Linked DNA regions of Mus musculus: all the other regions are linked to region 5. A link is a contact called in public HiChIP or PLAC-seq and promoter capture Hi-C data. All regions are on one chromosome and are shown on one strand. Each heading gives the region's core, a stretch centred on a gene start, on an enhancer-like site or on the middle of the called end of the contact. The rest is flanking DNA. Distances are from core to core; before and after follow the strand shown. Region 1 overlaps Gm11767 (a long non-coding RNA gene). Region 2 holds the start of Usp36 (ubiquitin specific peptidase 36). Region 3 overlaps Gm39485 (a long non-coding RNA gene). Region 4 holds the start of Cep295nl (CEP295 N-terminal like). Region 5 holds the start of Cbx4 (chromobox 4).

What was found. Promoter capture Hi-C pulls out the DNA fragments that hold promoters and counts their contacts. HiChIP or PLAC-seq counts read pairs in DNA pulled down with a chosen protein or histone mark.
Region 1: a contact with region 5 is called in an HNF4G HiChIP or PLAC-seq map of pancreatic cancer cells. The contact joins the enhancer-like site here to the promoter of Cbx4 in region 5. A contact is called at or near these places in 2 of 484 Hi-C or Micro-C datasets (embryonic stem cells and regulatory T cells), 5 of 115 datasets of contacts at active chromatin or transcription factors (astrocytes, double positive thymocytes, large pre-B cells and 2 more) and 1 of 9 other capture datasets (adipose tissue).
Region 2: a FOXA1 HiChIP or PLAC-seq map of pancreatic cancer cells shows a contact between it and region 5. The contact joins the promoter of Usp36 here to the promoter of Cbx4 in region 5. A contact is called at or near these places in 1 of 39 promoter capture datasets (hippocampal neurons), 1 of 484 Hi-C or Micro-C datasets (embryonic stem cells) and 2 of 115 datasets of contacts at active chromatin or transcription factors (embryonic stem cells and pancreatic cancer cells).
Region 3: a contact with region 5 is called in a promoter capture Hi-C map of hippocampal neurons, with 3 times the contacts expected there. The contact joins the enhancer-like site here to the promoter of Cbx4 in region 5. A contact is called at or near these places in 3 of 39 promoter capture datasets (hippocampal neurons, liver and pre-B cells) and 2 of 115 datasets of contacts at active chromatin or transcription factors (forebrain and large pre-B cells).
Region 4: an HNF4G HiChIP or PLAC-seq map of pancreatic cancer cells shows a contact between it and region 5. The contact joins the promoter of Cep295nl here to the promoter of Cbx4 in region 5. A contact is called at or near these places in 1 of 484 Hi-C or Micro-C datasets (embryonic stem cells) and 3 of 115 datasets of contacts at active chromatin or transcription factors (embryonic stem cells, memory CD8 T cells and pancreatic cancer cells).

The regions. Positions count from the first base shown.
Region 1 is chr11:119,931,095-119,936,100 of GRCm38.p6, forward strand. Gm11767 (a long non-coding RNA gene) reads right to left here. Exons shown (of 5, transcript XR_001780400.2): 4 at 4,534-5,006; 5 at 1,916-3,095. Among named protein-coding and RNA genes, the nearest start is that of Baiap2, 9.5 kb to the right of the region's middle. Within about 2 kb of position 2,302, at least 142 of the 459 cell types and tissues checked have an H3K27ac peak or open chromatin away from gene starts, as enhancers often do. A contact at or near this core is called in adipose tissue, astrocytes, memory CD8 T cells and 2 more, where this site is marked.
Region 2 is chr11:118,288,554-118,293,619 of GRCm38.p6, forward strand. It overlaps Usp36 (ubiquitin specific peptidase 36), which reads right to left and starts at 1,691. Exons shown (of 21, transcript NM_001033528.1): 1 at 1,404-1,691.
Region 3 is chr11:119,904,960-119,910,204 of GRCm38.p6, forward strand. It overlaps Gm39485 (a long non-coding RNA gene), which reads right to left. Exons shown (of 3, transcript XR_003949830.1): 2 at 4,059-5,245; 3 at 1,737-3,583. Among named protein-coding and RNA genes, the nearest start is that of Chmp6, 6.2 kb to the right of the region's middle. Within about 2 kb of position 2,187, at least 11 of the 459 cell types and tissues checked have an H3K27ac peak or open chromatin away from gene starts, as enhancers often do. A contact at or near this core is called in hippocampal neurons, where this site is marked.
Region 4 is chr11:118,338,886-118,343,962 of GRCm38.p6, forward strand. Cep295nl (CEP295 N-terminal like) reads right to left here and starts at 3,649. Exons shown (of 3, transcript NM_021440.2): 1 at 3,428-3,649; 2 at 2,692-2,788. The region is part of intron 1 of Timp2 (tissue inhibitor of metalloproteinase 2); the gene reads right to left.
Region 5 is chr11:119,082,725-119,087,982 of GRCm38.p6, forward strand. Cbx4 (chromobox 4) reads right to left here and starts at 3,513. Exons shown (of 5, transcript NM_007625.2): 1 at 3,225-3,513; 2 at 3,033-3,076; 3 at 1,839-1,904. The coding sequence starts at 3,293.

The DNA of each region.
Region 1 (5,006 bases), core at 1,052-3,551, 850 kb after region 5:
TTAAGGGATTGGCTTGAGTCTCAGAAGTCTTTGGACCTTTAAACAGTGTTGAAACTGGGAGAGTGTGGGGACTTTCTAAGTGAGACTAAATGCAGTGATATGGCCCCATGCCTGGAGGGAGGCCAGGGGGTAGAATGTGGTGGTCTGAATGAGACTGGCCCTCATGGGGTCAAATGTTTGAATTCTTGGATCCCAGTTGGTGGAACTGTTTGGGAAGGATTGGGAGGTGTGGCCTTGTTTGAGGGGGTGTGTCACTGGGAGTGGGCTTTGAAGTTCCCAGTGTGTTCTCTCTACCTTCTACTTGTGGTACAAGACGTGAATTCTCTCAGATGTTCCTGCCACGAGGTCTTCATTTCATTGCATTGTCATGGCCTTCTAAAACCATAAGTTCAATAATAACCACCCATTATATAATAAATTATATGTAATATATAATTAAATTATATGAAATAGATGGTGATTTAGACAGGGTCTCACTATGAAGCCCTGACTGTTCTGTTAACTCTACACTATATAGACTCAGAAGGACGGACTTGCCTCTGCTTCCCAAGTGCTGGGATTAAAGATGTGTGCCGCTACAACTGGCACAAAAGCTTTTCTTTCCTTAATGCTGCCTCGGGGTAATGGCATTTTATCAAAGGGATAGAAAAGTAACCAAGACACCCTGGCTTTAAAAAAAAAAAAAAAAGAACAAGAACAAGAAAAAAGTTAAGCACAGGAAACTGACTTCACTTCCACATCAGATGGAGTCACTTAAGGAAAATCAATGCTCTGAGAACGATCAAAGCACACAAAGGTGTAAGCATCGTCTCTACAAAAGCAGCAGAGAGCAGCGGAAGCAACAGCGATGGCCGGCAGGGTTAGGATTCCAGAGGGGCGGACAGCAGAGAGCAGGGCTGACCATCTGCAGCTGGCACTTGCCAAGTTTTGTCACACTGGGTTTAATGACAAGCCTAAGGTTTGAGAGGCATTTGACAAGAGTGGGGACTAGGCTGAACATGGTGACACACACCTTTAATCCGAGCGCTGTGGGGTGGGGAGGGTGGGCAAAGGCGACCGGATCCCTGTGGTTTTGAGGACAGCCTGGACTATAAATCAGATCCTGTCTCAAAACCGAAGAAGACACACAAGAGTGGCAACCGGAGGACCAGCCTGTGCTTCAAGGTTGCCGAGCTTCCCTTCCCAGTGGTGGGAGGTGGTAAAGAGCTGGCAGCAACTGTGGAGAACAGAGCAGAGCAGAGGGCCGGGGGTTTCCAGAGCAGGAGACACAGGCAGGGGTTCTCAGTGTGTCCACAGCTGGAAGCCTGGAGGATGGGTCCTAGAAACAGAAGCCAACCAGGGGCAGCTGAAGCAAATCCCGCCACCCCTCCAGTCAGTTCAGTGCCTCAGGCTTGGTGTGAGGTGGCCAGCGGCTTCCTGCGGGGGTGGGGGGGTGGGGGAAGCTAGAGCATCAATGTCCCTATTGAAAAGAATGCTCTGGGAGTTGTGGCCTGCGTGTCTGAACTCTGCAGTGACAGGAAGAAGTGTGCACAGGCATGGCCGGACTCTAAGTCAATTTCACTTACAGGGCCCGGGGAGCTGGCTCAGCGTGCAAAGTGAGCCCTATTCCCAGCCCCAAGTGTGATCCCAGCATTCAAGAGGCAGAGGTAGGAGGACCAGATCAAGGTCATCCTTGACTCTGTAGTGATTATGAGGCCAGCCTGGGCTGTCTCAAAAACAAACAGGGACTGGAGAGATGGCTCAGCAGTTAAGAGCACATGTTGCTCTTGCAGAGGACCCAGGTTCAGTTCCCAGGACCCCGTGTGTCTAGAGAATCTAATGCCCTTTTCTGACCTCTGAGGGCACCAGGCACTCTTGTGGTGCACACACATACATGCAAGGGAAATACTCCTATACATAAATTGAACATTTTAAAGACAGTAAAAAACCAAAACTTTATTTGCAAAGCCCTGCAGTGGCCAACAAGTGATAGTGTGTGGGGGGCCTCTGACCTGGCACCACCAGAATCTAACCCATGACATCAGCCCTGGAAGTGTGTGCGGGTGACAGCAGGCACAGACCTGGAACCCATTTGCATCACATTTCTGCTTAAAGAAAGGAAACAGCAGAGAAAAATGGCCGAAGTGGTGATGGAGACTCAGCTGAGGCCAAACTGTGGCAAACTTAAGGCTGCAAGCCCAGCTGGTGAGGAGCCAGAGCCCACAGATGGTGACTCAGACCGTCGCCTAGGAATGAAGCTGCTGTTGTGGCCCAATGTGGCCAGAGGCCCTGGGATCTCACTGCTGCTGGAACTGGGAGGGATGGTGGAAACTCCCTTGGCCCAGCCTGAGCTAGCCACAGGCATTTCCTCCCCTCTAAGTGCCTGCCAGGGGCTCAAAGCCTAGAGCCAATGAGTTCTTGGGAATGACTACCTGAGCCACAACCCTGCAGGAAAGGCACTTCTCGAGGATGCTGGCCCTGCACCCTGCTGCCAGCCCCACGCCCTGTTACTCAGCCTCTGACTGCCACCACCCTTGCTTTTGTGACAAGTGCTTAGAATTAGTTTATACTGTCCTCATTTCAGCTCGAGATCTCAGGGACATTTGACAAGATGAGAGCGGAGACTCTACTGGGCATGGTGGTGCTCATTTTTCATTCCAGCACTGGAGACAGGGATGGGTGGATCTCTGAATTCGAAGCCAGCCTGGTCTACATAGCAAGTTCCAGGATAGCCAGGGCTACACAGAGACCAGGTCTCAAACACACACACAACTTTCTGCTGGGCCAGTGGTGGGAGGCCTTGAGTCTGACTGGGACTCCAATGGTAGGAGGGAATGAACTTGGGCAAGCTGCCCTCTGACCTCACTAGTGTGGGAGTCCCCCAAGGCAGGACAGCCTAAGATCCCTTGCTTACAGGGACAATGACGTGTGGGAGGCTCTGTGCAGGATGTGGTGAGAGCAGCAACCCCAGGTTAGCAAGGGCTACGGAGGGAGGGTGGTAGTGGGGTATGAAGGTGCTGGTCCTCAGAGCAGAGCAGCGCAGAGCAGAGCAGGGTTAGCTTCTGTGGCTCTTCAACAAGCCCGTTCTTGCCAGGTACAGCAGGCATAGTTGCTACCTATGGGAAGGAGGTGTGTACTACCCCATCATCAGGCCTGTAACTGGGGACACCCACCCTGCCCAGGGTCACTGTTCCCCTTCCAGCACCCTGTGAGTGAGGCTCAGCTACTCCACCCCTCAGTCCTGGGGTGCTGTCAGCTGCAGGGAATGGCCCTGTCCGTGCCTGGGCTCTCACAGGTGTCTGTAAGGAGCAGGTGGGGACTTTCCCTCACCTCACTCATGTGTCTGTGTCAGTGGGCATCTGTCATGCTTCATCAAGAGTGAAGATTGCGAGCTGTGGCCAGGTGCAAGCCGGTTGTCTCCGGGCACCCACAATCTCCTTCCCACATAGCTCTCTGGGGTAGAGGCTGTGGCTCTTTTTTAAAAAGAGAAGACTCTTGGCCAGTTCCAAGAGGTCAGCAGGGACGTATATATGTATAATCAAAGCAGAATGGACCTAGTGGGTTATTATGTGTGTGCATATGTTTATGTACACATTAAATATGTAACAATGGTGATTAAAGGTCATGAATGTGGGGGGAGGAGTTGAGTTGGAAGGAGCAAGAATTAGGGGTCATGTATGTTCAGTGTTCATGTATGTATGTGTTAGGAGTCATGTATGTTTAGTGTTCACGTGTGAAGTTCTCAATGGAATAAAATCAGTCGTCATCATCATCATCATCGTCATGGACAACAGAGACCCAGGAAGGAAGGGGCTGACAGACTCCTCATCAGCCACCAGGGAAACCAGAACTAAACTCAGCAGCTGTCACATGCTCACCAGGCTGGCTATGGTTGAAATTAACAGGGGGAAAGGCGTGTTGAGGAGGAGCTAGGGAAGCTGGCAGCCTCCTGGATCCCTAAAGAGAGTGTAAGATGGCAGCCAGCTCCTTGCAAGTTCAGTTCTGGGCTGAGCATGTGGCTCAGCGAGACAGTGTTTGTCTCCGCCTCACAGCAAACTTTCAAGCCCAGAACTCCCGCTCCTAGCAACGGGAGGATGAAGAAGTTCAACCACACCGTAAGTTTGAGGCCAGTTTGGGCTACATGAGAGCCTCTTAAAAAAAAAAAAAAAAAACAAGAGGAACAAACCAATCCAACAAAATCCAAAACAGCAACAACAAAACACCCAGGGGAAAAAGAAAAAAAAAGACTTTGAAGTTGGTAGGCAGATGTCGCTGGGTGCTATGAAGACATCATGAAGCAGTATTTCCCAGGAGCACGGGCCTTATAGATGCACGAGCTGCCCCTATGTCCCCTCTCCAGGCAGCTACCGGCTTCCTCTGTCTCCTCTACCTGAAGGGAGGAGTTTTCCCTTTCCTCGGGAGACAGGGCATGCTATTGCTGCATTTCTCCCTTCCTAGGTACAGCCTGGTCTCACAAACCACACAACCCTGCACTCCCCTGCTGGCCCTTCGCCTCCTGCTGTGCGCACCTCTACTTCTGCCAGCCACCCTCACCTGTCCAGTGGCAGGGCTTCTTTCTTGGATGTGCCACCAGGGGGCAGTGAAGGGAACCCTCAGAAAGATGAAGCCAGACTCAGGCAAGGGTCCCAGAAGTGGCAGTCTATTGTAAGAGCCAAGGCCTGAGGGGGGCCTAGGAAAAGGCAGCCAAGCTGGACCCCCAGGAGCCAGGCGCTGGACCTCCCGGGTTAACAGCAGCAGTGGATGCAGTGCCCCGACCTGTCTGAGGAAACTGCCGGGTACCACCGCTTAATCCCAGTGTCCTGGAACTGTCCTGCCTAAGTGTCTGAGCATGGGGTTTTCTCCTTAGGATGTCTTGGAGCCCAGGAAGGCAGGAAAAACACCAGAGTCCCACACCAGCAGCTCCAAGGCTCAGAAAGCCAACTCCTCAGGCTGTGCACAAAGAATTTCGTTAGCTCCTGCAGAAAAACAAAAAAGACAAAAAACAAAACAAACAAAACCCCCCTGCA
Region 2 (5,066 bases), core at 441-2,940, 800 kb before region 5:
CACCACCACTCCCGGCTGGCCCCATCACTCCCGGCTGGCCCCAAAAAGTTAAGTGTTTTCCGTCCATTCAAACACACACAGATGCAAAGGATGGTACAATCAGCACAATGCCACCATCAAGGGCTTAAGACAACTGCCTGACCAATCTTGGTTCACCTCTTCATTCCCAGGTTGCCTTGCAGAATGCCTCAGAACTCCATCTAACCAACGCCCCCACCCCCAACAGAATGCAGATGGGAGGTGGCCTGGCTTCTGAAAATCCCCACCACACAAACATCATTTTCAAAACCACACATGCCTCCCTACGGGGAGGTGAGAACTTTGTCCTGGCCCAACATGGTTCAGGGATGAGCAAATGGGAACACTAACCCAAAGGCATTTGCCACAAGGGCCTTAGGACCAAGGCAGGCTACTCAGCCAAGATCATTTTTGAAGCTATAGCAGGAAAAAAGTGTCTATCATTCTACCTGGAAGATACGGCTATGTGATGTAGGAGCGAGAAAAATGTTCGTGTAGTTCCCAGCAAACCCTCTAACATGCACACGCAGCACGTGTGACTCTCAGGCCAACCGGGATGCTTCCTCGACCCAGGTCTCTCAAGGACTAGGATACTCTGCACGCCCAATTTACATATCTAATTCGGAACTCAAGCCTGGCTCCTCCCTTCTGACAGATGTCATTTAAACAAAGCATTTCCTTCAGCTCTTTAAGCTGTTTTCCAAGAAATACTCAAGTCAGATTCTCAGGGTCACTTACATGCTGGCGAAGACAGAGCTGGGGCCTCCAAGGCATCCCACCGCAGAGCATTCCAAGTCAGGGAACAGTTGAACTACATGCTCTTTGGCATCCTCAGGCATCCAAGGTGCCTCCCTGTCTTAGGATGCTATTCCACCATCTCCATCACCAAGGGTCACGCCACAGACGCAGGCAGGCTCGCGCGCGCACACACAATCACACACCATAAGCAATGGGCATTTTGGTTAGAATGCTATCCTGCTATTACATTTCGGTGTGGATCCGTGTTAAGGATCTGACCCTGCCCTAGTCTATAAAATGGACTACAGCTATACCTCCACCCTAAGATTTCCAGCTCCGGGAACCTTCAAAGGAAAACCCGCTCTGAGAGAACAACCGCGATCCCAGCGACCTCACGTTCCAGAAGCTCCCTGGGATGAAGACTGATGCAATTCCCTGGCTACGCTAGGGTTTACAGGCACCCCTCACATCACCTGTCCCTTCCTCGGAGTCCCTGGCATCCCTTGTTCCTCCAAGTCCCTCGCACCCCAACCTTCTCCAGTGTTGCCCTACGCCCCTCTCACGCCCTGTCCTTCCCGGCGATCCCTGTCCCTTGCGTCCGATGTTCTTTCTGCGTTCCCCGGTGCCCTCGCCGGCCACGCACGCACCTGTCAGCCTTCGCTGGAGTCCCCAAAACCCGCGGGTAGAACGCGCACCCTCCTCGTCCCAAGCCCCGCGGAAGCTCCTGCGCTCCGCCGCGCCCGACCTCGACCTCCTAGGCCTCTCGGGAACCCGCGGAAGGCCCGCGCAGCACCAGCGTCCGATCCGGGCCGGGCCAGCATGCGCACCATCCGGGCCTCCAGAGCCTCACACACGTGTCACCACGACGTTTAAAGGAGCCGCACTGCAATGTGCTCCCTGAGTCCGCGTGAAGGGCACGTTCGCCTTAAGAGGCGGAGCTAACGGCGACTTGTCTCCCTGGACCCTCCCTTCTCTGCTATTCGCGACGCACACGTCACCCCTCCGCCCCGCAGGCCTGCCAGTCTACGCGATGACGCAAGCGCGTAGAGCTAAAAGCTCCGGAAGCGTCCCGGAGTCCAGAGACCCTGCTGCGGCTTGGCGTGGTTCCCGCGGTGTACGCGAGTGGCGTCACTTCCGCTTGCGTGCCTGACATTGCCAGTGCGCAGGCCCAGTGTGCTGCGGCGAGGAGCTCAGGGCTCACGTTCAGTGCAAGCCACCGAGGCTTTGAAGATTCACCGTTCGTTAGTTCTTACCTGCAGGCGTCCTTTTGAAAAAAAACAAAAAAACAAAAAAAACCCTAGCAAGCCGGGCATGGAATGAGGCCCTGGGTTCCATCCATCACTGCATGAAACAGGCGCTGTGGCACAAGAAAGCAGTTTCTGCAACTCTGAGGAGTGGAGGGGGTGGGGGATGATCAGAACTTAAACGTCATCTCTGGGATCCTTGAGATGCTGGCTATAGCCACTCCACCGCTTAACTTAAGTGGCCAAGGCTGGAGGATCATTGGAGAATGTCTTCTGGACCACGTAGCAGAACCTTGTCTTTAAAAAAGGGGGTGGGAGTGGGGGCTGATGGGGTAGTAATGGCAAAGACCAAATCCTGTTAGCCTATACCAATGTCCCTTTTAGAGCTAGAAAGATGGCTCAGAGGTTAAGATGGCTTGTCGTTCTTTCCAAGGACTTCCCAGCACCCATACAGTGGTGGTTCAAAATCTCATGTAACTCTACATGTGGCAGACACATATGACCTAAATTAGAAAAAAAAAGTTCTCTTAGTTTTAAAAAGATTTTGAATTACATACGTATAGGGGAAGAATATCTGAGTGTAGGTGCCTGTGGAGGCCACTGGTGTCTCATCCTCTCTTAGAACTGGAATTACAGGCAGCTCTAAGTTGTGAGCTCCCAGTGTGAGGGCTGGGAACCAAACTCTGGTACTCTGTAAGAGAAGTAGGGGCTATTAACTATTGAGTTCCAGTCCCAGAATCCTCCCTCTTTATTTAGACCGACTTCTTTGTTCTCTGACCACTCTTTGTGTCTGGCTGGAGCTGGCTCTATAAACCCACTGTTCTAGGCTGGCTACAATGAATTACTGCTTTTGCTGTCCCGAGCCTGATACAGTTCCTGGGAAATTCACTGTTTTAGCACGCTTCCTGTGTGGGAGCTGGCACCTGGCATAAGACCTAGGTTTTTAATCCAGATGTTGTTCTAATTAGCCTGTTACTTTGCAAATTTCTCTTACTTGGAGGCTTGATCTGTGGGGACAAAAAAATAAAATAAAATTCAGAGTCAGTAGCTCAGTTGGCAGGTAATAAATTTAGTCCCCAGGCTGGGCGATAGTGGCACACACCTTTAATCCCACTCAGGAGGCAGAGGCAGGCAGATCTCTAAATTCAAGGCCAGCCTGGTCTACAGAGTGAGTTCCAGAGAGCCAAGGATACACAGAGAAGCCCTGTCTCAAAATAAATAAATAAATAAATAAATAAATAAATGCAATCCCCAGATGCCCCCCAACCCCCTAGTGCAGTGGTGTTATAGAAATGTAATCCCTTCTCAGTGAGAAATCACTCTGCACACTTCGAGATCTGTAAAGAACATACTTTTACATGCAACTGGATGTGGCCAATGCCCAGGGAAGAGCCAGCCTCAAACAGAAGAAGGTCTTATTAACTCATAGACAAGGTAGGCTTGTGCATTGTGCATACTTGACACTTGTAAATCTCTTTTAGGTCCAGATCCCAGATTACATATTGAATAATTTAAATAGAGATGGAAAACTTAACTCTGACCATTTGGGCAGATGGCAGATTCATTCAGCAAAGATATTGTAAGGATTCTTTCTTTCTTTTCTTCTTTCTTTCCTTCCTCCCTCCCTCCCTTCCTTCCTTTTGTTTTAGTTTTCTTGAGACTGGGTTTTCATATGTAGCCTTGGCTGTCCTGGTACTCATTCTGTAGCCCAGGCTGGCCCGGAACTCAGAGATCCACCTGCCTTAGCCTCCCCAGTGCGAGGATTAACGGTGTGCACCACTAGTACTTGGCTAGGATTATTTATTAAGTACATCACTGTTGTCTTTCAAATAGTTGTTACCAGCTTCATCTTGCCCACCTGGCAGAATTGTGCTTTTCCTAATAACCCAGGGAACTTAATGCTAGACCATGTCTTAGTGGCAGCTGTGACCCTGCACTGCCCCCTTGAGCTTCCTGATAAAAGCATGTTCTTTGGGGGTGGGTCTGATGACAGATCAATCCAGGTAAACGTTTACATCCTGGCTTAGTTGGTTTTGCTTATTTCTTAGTAAGCCAGGTTACACACTACTTATCTTTGGAATGTTTTGGAGGCAGCACAGGCTAGATTCTACACAATGCATCCGGAGCGAATCTATCAGTAAATCCTCTATAACATCAATTTGGTTACTTGCAGTTTCTTCTGCATGTGTAGTATACACTTGTAAAGAGGCAGGCAAGACCTCCAGTCACCAACTCTCATCTCGTCGTCCTTGAAGAATGGTGTGCGCAGACAGCCAAGGATACAAATGGGAGCCACTTCACTGTCAATCAGGATTAAAATAAATTAAAACAGATGGCCCACCTGCCACCACCAACAGTAATCGAGTATTGGGGGGAGGGGCAAGGACAGTTGCTTAAGGATCCCTCCTTGCCTGGGACTGGAGAGATGGCTCTTGCAGAAGACCTGGGTTCAATTCCAAGCACCATTAGATGGCAGCTAAGAACTGTAACTCCATTTCCAGGGCATCCTTCTGGTCTCTGCAACATCAGCCGTGCAATACTGGTACACAGACATACATGCAGGCAAAGTACCCATACACATGAAATAAAAATAAAGACAGAAAAGTTCCTCACCAAGTTCACCAATATTAGTAGAACTGCCAAACACATTGCTCAGGTGCCAAACAGAACCCCATATTTAAGCACGGGGTGGCGGTAGCAGATGTCTTCAGGTCGAGGCAGGAGAATCAGGAGCTCAGGCTCACCCTCAGCTACATAGTGAATCCAACACTAGCCTGGTCTACATGAGACCCAATCCATGTTAACGTTTATAGCTTACCCTTGACTGCATGGCCCCCCTGACTGAAACTGCTCCCTGCCTCCGTTGCTGACCGAGAAGCTGAGAGAGCCTCTCAGCTGCCTCCTGCTTTGCAAGTTGACTTCAGCCTCAAGACACTAAATTCTGGACTCCTCACAGCCAAATCCAAACTCTCCATCTCTGCCCCAAACAGACACCCCTGCTCTAGGATCAAGCAGGTCTTTGGCAAGGAATTCCCTTTCCCACCTGCCTCTCAACCCTTGGCTCAG
Region 3 (5,245 bases), core at 937-3,436, 820 kb after region 5:
GTGAGCTACCAGTGGATAATGCCTGAGTGGGGAGAGAATGAGCTAATAAACAAGCCAGCCATCTGCTGAGCATAAGAGTGAGGGGCGAATGAATAAACTGCCCATATCTAGGCACATCTGTGACAGGAGCCTCAGCATGGAGGTTACACAGCAGTTCATCAGCTGCCTGTCCTACAGCACCACTGTGTGGTTGCAGTAGGGATTGCCACTACCCACATTAACATAACATCCCAGAAGAAAGGGGCTCCTGTTCTCAATCCTTCAAAGATGTGAGAGGGAGGGAGAGAGAGGGAGACAAGTACTTTCTTCTGCCCCGCCCCACCCCTGAGCTCCCTCAGAGCAGCCTTCCTCCCCTCAGAATTTCCTCTAGAAGGTCTAGCAACATACGTGCAAGGTATCCCTCGTTGCTGGCGATCCAGGCCTGCTTGAAAGCAAGCAGGTGTCTGCAGCCCTGACTGGTCAGCACCAACCCCTGAGCTCAGGCCCTATCTCTGGGATTTGCTGTCTTCTTACTGACTCCACAGTATTCCTTCTTGGGCTTGTCTCATATTTTCTGCTACCTGTGTCTGAGCTCTGAGGGCCCCAGGACCACTGGATCCATTGCACAGCCCTCCTGCACCTCCCCCTATAACTCACCTACAGCCTGCCTACATTCTGCCAGTAGCTCACCACATAGTATGTGTGTAACGCACAGCCGCGGCTCCCACTTTATGCTCCCTGGCATCAGCTTACACATGTGAGAGTCACACACCCAGATGACATACTTGTTTAAGACAAGAGCCCAATCTCTCCCAGCTTCACCAGCGTAGCCATAAGCTTCTGGCCTTTGGACCCTGAAATTGGCTTGGGTAGACCTCCCATGACAAGGCTGTCATTCCTGACTTGGGTAGATTGTTGGCCTCAGCTGGGCCATCCAGAGCCCTGTTCTGGTTGTGCCAACGAGGCCTGCAAAGGTGAGCTGCCTTTCGTCTCTTTCCTGCTTTCCAACCCTAGATGGAAGCTGGCCCAGAGAAGCTGGCACAGTCACAAGAGTGACATGAAGGAGGAAAGTGACTCCTGTGTCTGCCAGTTCTTGCTCCCTGGTAAAGGTTGGGAACATCTCAGTGCCAGCAACACACAGGGATCACACTTACACTCCAGCTATCCCAACACCACCTCCCTGATCGATCACTCACTCTCTTGTATCCCCCACTGCAGACTGCCTGTGAGTGGCTCGGCACTGTGTCAGCCCCGCTGCTACCTGGTGTTGCAAAGCTGAAAGCCACGGAAGAGATCCAAGTTAGATTCCCTATAAGAAACTTTCTGGAAATGGGAAAGGAATAGTTCTTGTCACTGTTTTAGGCTGGCCTTCTTTCACTCAGTAGAAGGCTGGCTCAAGGGGAGACAGTGCACAGGCCTTCTCACACCCCACCTGCGGACCCATAGGCAGTCTTCATCCTTTTGCACATCCACCTATTACCCACCTGCAACCTGCCTTGTGGGCAGCTTGCACCTCACCCCTCAGTGCACATTGATTGACAGCTGTGCCCCTTCTTGATAACTAGGTCAGCAGGCCTGCATCTATGGCCTCTGTGTGTTCTCAGGGCTGCTGCAGAAGATGCTGTGCAGAGACCCAGGGATGGGACTCCCCAGCCTCCGTTCCTCCAACCCTTCGGTGATTTTGAGACATGTGGTTCTCAGCACTAAATATCCTTTAGGTGAAATATCCAAGCCAGTAAGGATGCCTCGGTTGGCTCAGTCTAGTTCCAGAAACAGCCTCACACAGAACCCAGCACTGGTTACCCAACGCACCAAAGGCTCTGTGCAGTGTGGATTGAGTTGTTTCCCCCAGAACTCACGCTGATGACCGGAGAGGTGGTTTACACCTGGCTCCTCTAACAGAGAGAGGTGTACCCAGTGGTGGCTCATGACCATCTTTAACTCCAGTTCCAGAAACCAATACCCTATCCTGGTTTTGTGGACACCAGGCACGTGTGTGTGTCACCCCCAACAAAAAGCCTCATGTTGCTGTTTTGGCCTCAGAATGTGTCCTTCTTTGGAACAGGGCCGTTGTAGGTACAGTTGGGTTGAGGCAAGCCTTAATCCAAAGTGATGATTCTTTATAAAGAGGATTTGGACACAGACAGTGGGAGATGCAGTGTGAAGGTGGAAGCAGAGATCGGGTGATGTTCTGCCAGCCAAGCAGCCGAGGGAGGATCACAACATGTCGCCTTCAGAAGCCAGGGAAAGCCTGGTGTGGCCTCCCACAGAGCTTGTAGAGAAATCTGCCCTCTTTATTCCTCTGACTCTTTCAACGATTTTGGTGCTTCTGACCCCAGGGCTCTGTGACAGGACAGATGCTTCCAACCCTGCCTGGTTAAACCCTGGTCACTGCCCGGAATAGTCTTTCTGGAAAGCAGAGTCAGGCAACCAAGGAACAGGCTCAGAGCTGCACCAGGGGAGAGCTTGGGGCTGTGGGGTAGGATGCTGGTGTCTGCCAGCACCAGGAAGATTGCATTTTTAGAATGGCATACAAGGGATTTTAAATTCTCAGTTCAAGGCAGAGTGAGAAAACCAGGAAACACATGGGGCTGCTAGAAGAGGTAACCAAGTTTCCTGTGGCCGGGCTGCTGTGCCTGCAGATCACAAGCAAGCTGTACCCTGCAGGGTGCAGGATTACAGGGCAAACTGAATTCTCAGCCTCTGCAGGTCATCTGTGCAGGAGCTGGAGCAGAAAACCAACGGGAAAGCATCAGGGCAAAGAGACTGAGGGGCTGAGCCTGGCCCCATCACTCCTGAACCCCCAAACCCCTCGGCACAGACACCGTGCTTGCAGGCCATACCTGTGACGGCATCACCCTCAGACCTGACAGAAATGAGAACCAGCTAAGTCCTGTCACAAACATCAGACACACACTCGAGGTTTTGCTTTCTGGCTGGATATCAAGGAGATGGACTCAGGCCACAGAAGCATAGCCCTGGCTCTCTGCATTTGTGCAGCTGGCACACACCCCGAGCCCTGAGCTCCAGCACTGGCTTGCCTATATGTGAAAAGTCCGGGCAGTTTGCTTGTCGAGGTCTGTGCTACAGTGTTTCCACTGAGATGTGTTAGTTCCTTAGCATAACACAAAGGAAAAAACAAACAGGTTGGAAGGGGAGTTCTCTGGAAGAGAGGTGCACTAAAGTCAAGCCCCAGGAGGAAGCCGCTCCGTACCTTGCTTCTCTCCCCAGGGAGCAACTATATTTGTGCCTTTTGCATCTTTAAAACAAAACCTATCAGGACCAACGTAAAGCAGGAGAGGCTGGCGTAGGCTAACTGTTTCGGGAGGCTCTGGCCACAGCAGCAGGAGTGGGAGGCAGAGGGATGGACCATAGAGATATCAGAACCATTAACCCCCAAAGGTCGGTCACTAGTGACCTACTTTTTGCCACCAAGAAGGGAATGCGTGTTCAAACAGTTGAGCCTCCTGGGGCCATGCGTATGACATCATGGCAGCTCACCTTTCCCAAAGGACGCCAGAAGCTTGTCTGTGAGGAACCTTGTAGACCAGAGACGAAGGTGGGAGATGTTGTCATCCAAGTGGGTTCCTGATTCCTCAGGGACCTGGGGTAGGCAGGGTGGGTTCAGTTGCAGGAAAGATGTTAAGCTTTGAGCAGCAGGCAGGACAAACGGGACTGGGCGGGCTCTGCTCACTGTGAATGATTAAGTGCAGAGGGTGATCTTTTTTTTTTTTTAAAAGCCAGCTGGGGCCAACGGGCCAGACACAAAGTATCTCAAGGGCAGGCTTGGGAGATGACCCAGAGGTGAAGCACATGTCCTGCAAGCCTGACCACCTGAATCCAGATCCCCTAAACCCATGTAAAAGCCAGCACAGGAGGCATCGCTAATCCCAGCACCCCAAAGAGAGATGGGCGGAACCAACAGGAAGACTTCTAGAAGCCCAGGAGCAGCTAGCCTGGTGGGCGTAACAAGCAGAAGATGCTGCCTCAAACAAGGTGAAGGAAAGACGACCCAAGGTTGTCCTCTGACCTCTACATGTACATAGTGGCACTTGATGAAAACACACACACACACTCACCTCACAGTTGGGTTGTGTGGTACTTGTCAGGAGGCTCACTCCTGCCCTGCTGACCTCAGCTGTGGTGGCACACCTGGTCAGAGCTGGCACACACCACCATAAGTTCCAGATTCCTTGCTTGTCTTGTGACGGAGATAAAATGGCTGTCAGAGGCAATCTAAAGAAGGATTTCCTGTGGTGAGGCAGAGCAGCCTCATGGCAGCAGGAGCTGAAGAAGGGGAGCCTGCTCACACAATAGTGGATAGTAAGCCAAGATGGAGGACTAGACCAGGTGTAACCTTCAAAGGCAGTCACCAGCACCCTTCCTCCAACCTAGCTCCACTTTCTAAAGTTCCCACACCCTCCCCAAATTGCACAGCTAGGGAGTATTGTGGGGGACACTTCACATGCAAACCATAACTAGTCCTGACTGGCTTCTTTTCCAGGCTATGTGGCCCCTTTTGGCCTGATGACTGAGTTTCAAGAACAAGCATACAGAGGTCCCAGAAAGGAACTTGTCAGCGTCTGTAACCTGGACACATGGTGGTCCTAATAATTCACTTACTCCCTCCTGAGTCAGCTTTGTATAGCTGGGCTCTGGAAAAACTTCGGGTGAGTGCAAGGTTGAGCTCCGTCAGCAGAGGGCGCTGGAACTGCAGGAAGCCCTGGAGGCAGAAGGGGGCTTCCTCTATGTCTCTTTCCGCCTGAGGGAGGGGGGTCAGAATTTCACTCCCTAGCCCCAGACCTCCTTTTGGGGCCCAGCACCCTCTTTTCTCTAGCACTGCAGTTCCCAGTGGACTCTTTTTACAGATCCTCAGCCTTTTTTGCAGAGTGTTGTTTCTGAGTCTTGTGTCCGGCCAGCACCTCTCCCCGGGTAGTCCTGCAGCTATCCTTCAGCCACACGCTTGGCTCCCCGTGGGGGCACAGCGTTCTCCCAGGCACTCAGCAGCTTCCCAAGGTCTCTTTCTTGGCACTTGCTGCTTATGTGTTCCTTGAGTTCCTGCACGCACACGCTTTGGTGGTTGCAGGTCTCTGGCCCTAGTGTCACAGTTTTCTGCACAGGTGACCAGTACAGCTTCTGGCTCTTTCTGAGACGGTGCATGAGTGTCAGCACAGAAGCAGTTCTACGAGACTGCAGTACAGTCCGACCTTGGCGGTGGGCTTGATTATGCTACTGGGCTTCTTGCTGCGGGATGCTGATGACATGT
Region 4 (5,077 bases), core at 2,399-4,898, 740 kb before region 5:
GACCACTGATATGACTCGAACATTCACCAAATAATGAATACAGCAGATGCTCCCTACCACTTTCCCCAGACACAGGTGAACAATATCAAGTACTACTACCTCCAGGGACTTGGAAGCACGTGTTCTTTTATGGATGCTTAGCCAAGTCAGGGGATACTTGTGAAGACAAGACCAAGTGGAGCTAGCTGGGTGGACTCAGCATCCGCAACCACAAAGCCAGGCTGCAGTGCCTCTCAGTCTACCTGCACAGTTAGCTCTCTCTCCCTCCGGCAACAGCAGCTGAGCCCCTAGGATTTCTTATAAGCCCTCCTGTCTTCCATGCACCCACCTCTATGCCTGCACCCTCCCCCCACTACGGTACACCGAGACAACCTAGAGTGGCCCCCTTGTCCTTACAAACAAGTCTCCAAATATCACCCACAGGCAACAGCAGCACACCCTTGAACCTCTAGCAAGTTCCAGGGCTCTGCCCTACAGAGATTCCCAGCCCAGCCTGTGGGGCAGCTGCAGGGTCTGGTCCACTCTGTGCTGCCAGCTCCACGTCCAGAGCCCGTTGCTGCCCAGCGCCTTAACTGTGGTGCCTGTGTGGATTCTTCATGAGGGTCCTCCACTCCCCTCCCTGGGACACCCACAATAGGAGATCTTCTACAGCCTATATACTCAGGACTCAGACACTAACATCCAGAGATACTTACAGATTAGTGGCATCAACTAGAGACAGCATTTCTATACAGCTCAGCCTTACAGTCTCATGCATGCAGCCTGACACTGCTATAACTCCTGAGAGGGCCTGGCACAGAGCATACACAGTTCGCCCGTTACACAACACTGCTCTGGGTTTTCTTTAGTTCTTTGGTACAACATAGGGCATCCTCAAGGGTTCTTAAGATATACAGGACAGGTTCCTCTTAAACTAAGTGACACATTAATCTAATGTGGACTTAGTAAGTCAGCTTTGTATAGCCGGCTGCAACCTCCCTGCTAGCTAGAACTGTCCCCTTCCTCTGATAGCAACCTGTCCCTCTAGCTGCTGTGGCCTGGCATCATACAAATAAACAGCTAGCAATGAAATCTGTCAGAAAAGCAAACAGGAGTACAGGAGTCAGCGGGCCTGGCCCATGTCAGGGACCCAAGCTTTTGACTCCAAGTTCGCTCATCCTAAAACACAACACCCATAGGGCACTGGTGACCCACAAGACAGACAGAAAATCAGCTGCAAGTCTCCAGCTTGGGCGGCTCTTGTGTGGTTTCTGTTGATATTGGGTCTCACTGTAGGCTAGCCTACGACTTGCGATCCTCCTCCTTCGGCCTCGTCAGTGCTAGGATTACAGGCCTTGTGCCACCAGTCCCGGATCACAAAGATTTTCTTTCAACAGCTTGTATCCCCGGTCAAACCTGACAGGACAGAATGCAAAAGGAAGACAAGCAAATCTCACCCATTCCATCAGTCAGAGTATGGGGGCTTGGGAGACCCAAGCACTGTTTGTGGCTGGGAGCCACACGGCCACTCAGAGCCCCAGGGTGATTTCTGTCCACAGTCTGAGAAGAATCTAATCCTCTGCTGGACAGCCCAGACATCCCGGGCTCAGACATAAAGAGAGGCATTTCGGTGATGTGGCTGCTGGGCCCTCAGTCTCCACAGACTGTCTCCACAGTCAGGGTGTCTCAGCAGCATATGATATGGCCTCTGTCACTGAGAACAGCACCTGGCTTGAAGGGAGCTCAGGCCAATGTTGAAGGTAAAGACAACATTAAGGTCCAGGAAGCTGATGGGCAGACTGGGGTCTGTGATGTCAAAGGGATGAGAAGTGTCTGTGACAAGGTCACGGGATAATCATTTTCAAGGCACAATGAGGGGCTGAGCAAGTGGCTCAGTCAGCAAAGCTCTTACTGTGTGAGCAAGAGGACCTGAGTGCAGATCTCCCATGCAAAATACTTGAGCTCAGCAGCTCATGCCCGTGACCCCACTATAGGGGAGGCAGAGACTGGGGGAGCCCTAGTGCTCACTGGCCAGGCAGGGTATCCAAGTTGGTGAGCTCCAGGTTCAGTGAGAGATCCTGTCTCGATATATACGGAAGCAAGGAAGACACCTGATGTGGGCCTCTGGTGTCACAAAGCCCAACCAACAAATCGAAAGTGTGACAGCCAAGCCCAGTAGCACATGCCTTTAGTCCCAGCACTCAGGAGGCAGAGGCAGCGAGAGTTTTGAGTTCGAGGCCAGCCTGGTCTACAGAGTGAGTTCTAGGACAGCCAGGGCTACACAAAGAAACCCTTTTGGGGGCGGGGCAAGGCGGGGCGGGGCGCAGGGGAGCACATTTAAGTGTTGAAATGGCTAGGAATATACCAGATAATAAGAAATGTATAGATGCTTGAGTAACAACAGCCAGACTAAATGTCAGCAGAGCAAGGGAGAGTCGGACATGCAAAGAGTTTCTTCCCAGATGGTTCTGAGAAAGGAGAGAAGAGGCCAGGAATGCTAGCAAGATCTCAGGACAATGACAAAAGGCAGAAACCTCTGCAGGGCTGGAGGATCTGGGAGGAGGGCAGGTGGTACACTGTGCGCCCAGAGAGAGGTGGTGATCAATGCTATCTCAGCCCCTCATCTGTGAAGTGAGTGACAGCAGTTTCTCCCATCGCTGTGAGGACCACCCAGATGCTCGGCCAGTTATGTGGGGAGAGGGTGGTACTTACGGTATGCGTCTCCAGATGACTGAGCCAGGCCAATGAGGACACATTACAGGGAGGCAAAGGCTGGCCGGGTGAAAGGAGGCACTTTCTATGGAGCTGTCTTAAAATCATTGGGTAGGCAATGAGACACCCATCACTGGAGGCATCCAAGCCAAGCCCAGGTGAAATAAACATCAGAGATGTTTCTAACCCCATTTCTCTATACTCTACGACACAGTACGCGGCCTCATGGCCCGTTTCTGGCCCCTCCTCCCTCAGCTAAGTTCCAGAGAAAGGTCATTCCTAAAGGCGCTGGGCTGCGTTTTTGTTTTTTGTTTTTTTTGAAGTGGTGTCAGAATCTCTCCTGGGGAAGGCGTGGCAAAGTATGTCTTAGCCAAGCTCACAGCCCCTTTCTCACCCAGATTCTGGGGGTGGGGCTACACGCGGACATCTGACCATTCCCCCATGCTCTACCAGGAGAGCAGGGCAGCCAGTTGAGGGGGTGAGGAACAAGCTCAGATCCCCGCAGACAGACCTTGTGGTAAGCTGCCCTCTGACCTCAGGGTTCAGGCATCCACCAATCAAGAGGGGCACTTGTGGCTGATGCAGGTGGGGCCTTACTAAATATAGGGGTGGTGTTCACCACCTTTCCAAGTCCCTAGCCAGCTCAGGGGCACCCAGCTGCCATTCTTAATGTCATGACACCTCCCACTCCTCAGAGCATCTTGTCTTCCCACCCCCAGCCCCCCGCTGTCAGCACCTATTCTTGCTGGTAAGACGGACTTTTAAATCTGCATCAGGTCACGTGGCCTGGTCACACGTTCTCCCCCAACAGCCGGCACAAAAGACCCCCCCTCCCAGCGGAGAAGGGGCAGACACCGCAATCTTGTCCTAAGGTGGTCCAAGTGGGGTTTCAGGGGTCACTGACCCAGGTTAGGTGGAATTACCACTCCCCACCTCTGCCAGCAGCCCTGTCTGCCCTGTCTGGTTAACCAAGGGAGGCTGTTGCCATGGGAACAGCAGAGCTGTGGTGCTGTGACATCACCTCAGGGGTGAGGTCAGATACAGAGACAGGCCAGCCAGAGGACAAGTTTCCAGGTGAGAAAAGCAATCAGAGATTTGTCTCAAGTGGCAGGGACTGTGAGCTTTTTGAAAGCAGTCTGTTTGAAGAGGTGTTGATGAGCAATGTAGAAAGCCTCAGTTCACAGCCACAGCCTGGAGGAGTGCTCCCTCCCCTCAGACTGGCAGCATCACGACCTCCTCAGGCTGTGCTCTCCCACCCCAGCTGTCAGAACATTAAGAGGACAAACATACGTAAAGATCTCAAGGACAGGCGCTTCCCATCCCTCTTCGTGCAGAGACAGCAGCTGGCTGGACTCGGGCAGAGGGTATGGGCTACTTCCCAACAGCTCTGAGAAGCTGACTGAGGCAGGAGAAGAAAGAATCCTAGCTCCGGCTCCTCGTTCATTCTTAAACCTCCTTAGACCTCAAAGCTAGACATCCTTGACTGTGCTGGAGCATCCTCTAAAAGTAAGACCACTGAGGGTTTACTTTGGGGAAGGTGGCTTCGTAAAGAGTCAAGCTTAAAGTTCCTCCTATCGAGGAAAAGTAAAGGGCAGGGCAGGCCGAGCTGTGGAGAACGCAAGATGAGAGGAGCTGAACCTGGAACCAAAGGCTGTGGCCGGATGGAATGAGCCCCTGGAAAAGCCACTGCCCACTGACTTGGACCAGCATATGCGTTATCCCCACACGAGGAACTTTCTCCACGAAAGCCGCCTCTGTTTTTCCGGTCCCCTTTCTCACACTCTTGTGATGGTTTATTTTCTGTGTCAACTTGACTGAACCGGGGAATACTCAGCTGGTTAATGAACTAAGGGACACCCAGCGAGCTGGTAAATGTGGAGGTGTTTCTGCATGGGATTAACTTTGAATCATACTGCTTGGGCTACGGGTGTCCAAGCTTGGGGATCCAGACGATGTCGGGTGTGAATGAATATCTGTTGTCTCCAGCCATCTGGGCTCCTCCTGGTCCCTTGTCCTTTGCTCTCTAGAGACTATCCACCCCCACTCACAGATGAAATCACACCACTGCTTTCTGGTCTGCAGATACCAGTGTGGGCTCTTTCAAACTGTGGGAGCCCCATTCCCACTCCAAAGCCCGGGCCTTCTCTCTGTTGATTCTGTTTCTCTGGAGAACTCACAAACAGAGCCCTGGGGTTGATCTTTCTGTCTCTTTCATCTTCTTCTTCCTGGTCTTACATCAAACCTTCAGCAAGAGAAAAGTCCCTGGAGAGAGGCTTCTAGAATATGCTGGCACTTTTGCCAGGTGGCTCTTTCAGCCTGCCCCAGCAGGCTCAGTGCTCTCGGTTTCCATGATTGTTCTCACTGGGTCTGTTCTGGAATGAAGGTG
Region 5 (5,258 bases), core at 2,263-4,762:
GGGGACCTTTCTTAACTTCCTCAGTAACACTCCAGCTTCTGAGGAAGGGGTCCCCCCACGTGACACTGAGATGTAAACTTGCTCCTCCCTCCCTTCCCCCACCTGCTGCAACACTGTATCATGGTGTCCAGAAGATCGCTGCTTGGCCCTAACAGCACTGAGCACAGCTTTGGGCCTGTGGCTCTGCAGACAGCTTACTGGGTTTAGGAATTCAGGGAACAACAGGAGGTGCAAGCTGACCTTGGGACCCTTCCTGATCAGAAGCATGGATACTAACTACCTCATTAAGATTCAGAAAACAAGAGCCGAGGTTGAAAGGGAGGACTCCTTTTCTCAAACGGCCAGGCATCAAACGGAGGGACTGAGCCCTTGTTTACATAGCGGCAAATAAGCCAATTAGGGTTGGGGATGGGGACTGCCTCTGAAGCTAGCTAAGGTCTAGCCAGGTTCTCAGCCACCTGGTGAACCAGAAGTGGCACTACCCCACCCCCCAGCCAGTGGGTGGGGCGGCTGCCCGCAGCACCGCCTCCTCAGAGGAGCAAGATCCTTTCTACTCGGATTTCCAAATTAATAAAGTTCAAGGGTGGGGGTGCCTTGATCACCACCAGCAAACTTCGCTTGCTCTGGCCACCCAAAGAGCGACTGATTGGCCCTGCCCAGCCCTCCATGAGCCAGTCTCCCGAGGTTGTCAAATTCTGGATCGGAGACTCAGTCTCCAGCTACCCCCCACCCCCAAGCCCCTGAGCCAACCCGGAGGAGTTCTGCCATGCCCTGGGGCCGGGTTGGGGTCTGATTCCAAAGTTGCATGGCATTGCAACAGCCTGGATTATAATTCTTCGGGGACCCATTATGCAACATGGCATCAGCCGCTGACATGGTTACAGCGTGGAGAAGTCCCAGGTGAAGTCGGTGGGAGCAAGTTTCCTGCCCTACACCCCCGGTATTCTGAGGAAGCAACTTTAGCTCTCAGGGTCTAGAGTTTACAGTTTTAGTGGCAAACGCTCCACAGGAAATACTTCAAAATAAAAGAGGGATGGAAGGCTGGGGGTGGCGTGGCTCTGAGGACTCCTCCCCCTCCCCCACGCCCGCCCTCCCTCTACGAAACAGCGAACCACAGCCACCAGTGGTGAATCCAGCTGCAGCAGCTGCATCGTGGCAAGCATCTGTTTGCAGGAGGATGGGCACCCCACAACCACCAGGCAGCGCTCACTCATGCCCTCGGGCCAACCTTCCGCCGATCTGATAGAGCAATTTACCCCACAAAATACAGCAGCGAAGGTTGTGAGGCGCTCAGGCTCGGGACAGCATCTATTCACTGTCCCCCAGCCCCTCCTCCCGGAGGTTGGGGGCATAAGGCCTTGTCAACTTTTATCCGGTTGCCAAAAGGTTAAGTTCAGTTCCATGACGTTCGGGGCGGTTTCACAATGCCAGCTCCTTCAGAGCTGCCCCGCGAGGTGCCCGTGCCAAGCCAGCAGTGGCTGCAGAAAGCAACACCTAGGCTCTGGGGGTGGGGCTCCAAGGTTGCCAAGGGAGGGGGTCACGGAAATTCAGGTACAGTATTCCTAGGCAGATCCAGGGTCATCCCCACGTAGTCTTCCAGCAGTTTCCCAAAACACAAGCCTACCTTCCCCAGCCCTACCCTGCCCCCACTCCCAAGCTGCAGCAACCGCCAAGGACGTTGGTTAGAGAAGCCCAGGCCGCAGCCTTGCCCATCCGGATTTGTTGGGGGTGGGGCTCCTGCCTGCCCCCTCCCACCCCTTCCCCTTTTCCCACTGCTGCAAGCAGTCATCCATCCCCTATGGCCCACCTATGTATGGCCAGGGCAGCAGGCTGCTCACCTGTTCTGGAAGGCGATCAGCAGCCGGGGATCCAAGATGTTCTCCTCTGGTTCCCACGTGTTATATCTTGCAAGTGAAAAAGGAACGGGGCGGGGAGGGGGGGCAGAGTGTAAGAAAAAAAAAAGGCCAGGTTGGGAATGACATAAGGCCCTATGTGGCTTCCTGAATCAAAGGCTATGGATGTGGAGGGTAGACAGTAGGTTTCTTAAGGCTTAACATGGCCCTTGATTACCCCCCAAGTTAAAATACACACACAAGGGCAGGAGGAAAGGAGGGGGTGAAGAAAACGAAACTAGCAGTTTATTTTGCAGTCGTCAAGAATTTTAAGCATGTTACTGTGACGTGTTCCAAGGCCACTTTCCTCTCCAGAAACCCTCCGTGCAAAGCAGCCCAAAAGCAAAGTCGCAGTCCCCCTCCCTATCCCCAGCCCAAGTCTCCAGTAGGGCTTCAGCTGGTCTGCATTGGACCCCTAATCCGGTAACTCACAGCTCAGCGCCCCCCTCAAGGCCCAGGAGACCGCTGTCACTGGCAAGCAAACCCCAAATACTCAGCAGTACAAAAATATGCCTCTCTTTCCCTCTCCCTCTCCCTCTCCGAGTGTGTGTGTGTGTGTGTGTGTGTGTGTGTGTGTGCCTGCGCCTGTCTCCATCCGGTGCCTTCGCATTTCAAATTAAAAAAAAAATTCCCCATCGAAAGAGCTGCAGTGACAGTTCCCAACATTTTCTGTCTTTTTTCTTCCCTACCCTGCACCACCAGGAGGGAGGACGCATACAATTGCATTTTCGTCGCTTTTAAAAAAAATTTTTTTTTTTTTTTTTGGTTTTGCAATATGGAGCCGTTCGGTGGAGGGAAAGGGGAAAGGAGCCATTTTCTGCTGCACATCAGTCAGTGCCTGCGCCCTCCCTCCCTCCGCCGGCCTCCCGGGCTCGGCCCCGCGTCTCTCCAGCTCCTCCGGCTCCTTTTAGCGCATAAATTAGTGATGGCATTTCCCGGAGAGCGGAGCACAACACAGGGCGCCCGGCTCGGGCTCGGCTGCTCCGCTTCCCAGTGCCTGCCACCGACTTCCCCACCCCCTCCTCTCTCCACCCCACCTCCACCCCGCCTCCCGTCCGCTCCCCCACCACCCCACCAGCTCCACGGGTCTGCTGGCCAGGGCGCTTGGTGCCGAGGCACCCGGCCCCCGCCGCCACTTACTTGGGGGACCAGCCTCTCCATTTCACCAGATACTCCACTCTGCCCTGTAGGGGGGGAAGAGACAGCACTCCATCAGCTTCCGCGGGATCCCCGGCTCCGGCCCGCAGCCTCCCCACCCCCTCCGCGCCTCTCGCTCGCTGCTCCCGCCGCCGCTCCCGCGCCTCGGCGCCGCCACCCGCGCGCCACCCCTACCTTGCGTATCCGCTTCTTTTCGATGCTCTCCACCGCGAAGACGTGCTCGCCAACAGCTGGCAGCTCCATGGCCGAACCCGAGCGCTCAGGGGCGCAAGCGGCCGGCGCGGCTGCAGACACAGCTAGCTCCCGCCGGCGCCCCGATACGATCCTGCGCGTGGACCTCGCCACGCGCCCGGCCCCCGCCGCCGCCACTCGCCCCTCAACAGCCTGGCCGCCGCCGCCGCCGCCGCTGCCTGCACCCGCCGGCTCTCAGCTCGCGCTCGCTCGCTCGCTCGCTCGCTCAGACAACTGAGCCCGGGCCGCCGCGGCACGAGAACTCATGCAAATCCCGGACGTCAGCGGGCGGGGCCTCGCAGGGCCCAGCTCGGCGTCAGGAGGCGGGACGCGCCTCGGATTGGCGCAGCCCGGCCTACCCGAGGCCCCCGGTCTGGGCAGCAGGGAAGGAGGAGGGCGCGGGAGGAGGCTGGGGAGGAGGAGGGCGCGGGGAGGTGCAGGGGAGGGATCTGAGAGCCGGGAAAGTGAGCTGGGGCCGCGGAATAGAGGTGTCTCTGCCTAGGCGGCCAGGGTGGGCACCTCGACCGGGCCCACTCTGATCCGCAGCCGGACACTTGGGACTCTCCCGTCCCCACCCTCGGCCTCTGTTTCTGCTTGTGCAAGGCCCGGGGATCCCTGCTGGGGGCCACGGAAGCACCCGCTGCACTTTACAGTTGCTCCCAACTACATCTGTCCAGCAGAGCTCTGGAAGCACAGGGGACTTTCCGGCAGGGGGCGGAATGGAGGCGGGGGCAGTTCAGGACCCCACCCTCGGTGCCCACCGCCCCGCCCCGCCAGTCTCTGGGCATTTAGGCCGCGAGGTGGGGAGAGAAAGAGCCAGAAGACTGAGGACTTGGACAAGTGGAGGAGCACGGAGAGGCGAAGACAGGGACAAAGAAACAGCTGGCCACGGGGCATTTAGCACTCAAGAACCTCAGCAGAAAGGGGCTCTGAATCCGATGCCACCCAAGATTCTGAACGGCTTCTAATTTACACTTGGTTCACTCATTCGCGGGGAAGGGGCAGTTTCTAAGCAAGGCCTCTTGCTTAGTCTGAGATGCTGGGAGAAGAGAGAGAGAGAGAGAGAGAGAGCGAGAGAGAGAGAGGGGGAGAGAGAGAGAGAGAGAGAGAGAGAGAGAGAGAGAGAGAGAGAGAATGAATATGGGGGTGAATGAGTCTGGGGGGTCCAAGGGGACTTCGTGGGGCTTCATGGAAGAGCCTCAAAAGTAAGAGTGGGGAGGACCAAGTAGATGTTGAGGCGGAGGGTTGGTGGATGAGTGGACTGCGAGAAGGGGAGGGGAAATGGCCAAGGAGCCACAGTGTCTTCCTGAATTCCCGTCCTCTGGTCTCTGACAGCCAAGCCCTGCTGACGCGGCCTTTGGAGCCCTGGAGTGTGAAGTTTAGCACCTCGGAGCCGGCCAGCCCCGCACGTTCAGGGGTATTCAGCGCCAGCGTCCGGCTGGGGGAGCTGCTGCGCCAGACGCGGCCTTCCGAGGGCGCCACAGTGGGCCTGGGAGATCCGTGGGGTCGCAGTGGGTAGACTTGACAGAGAACATGCCATTCTAAGTGGGAGGGTAAGGGTGTGCCTTGCCTGTGGTGCGTCCGGGGCCCCAGCTCAGGGCTCCTGAAGAACGTGGAGCAGGAAGCTTGCGCAATCCCTTGGCTGAGCGTCCACAGAGACAGAAAAAGCGCAAAAGAGGAGAGTGGGTCGACGGAGGGGGAGGGCAAGGAGACGTCCGAGTCTCTGTCCCTGCTTTTATTGCGTCTCAGGGTGCCTGGTGAGGACTATGTTGTGATGACTTGCGAAGGGCCAGGTGCAGAAGTGAACCCCCAAAAGCCTGCCAGGGCTTGTGTTTTCCCAGGCATCCAGTAAAAGTCTTCAGACGGTTAGTTTGATGTTGCACACACACGCTGACTCCACGCACCTCCACTTTGCAACACTGTGGCTTCCGCTGTTGCTTAGCGGCAGCTCTCTCAGAATTTACTCCTTAGAGTGTT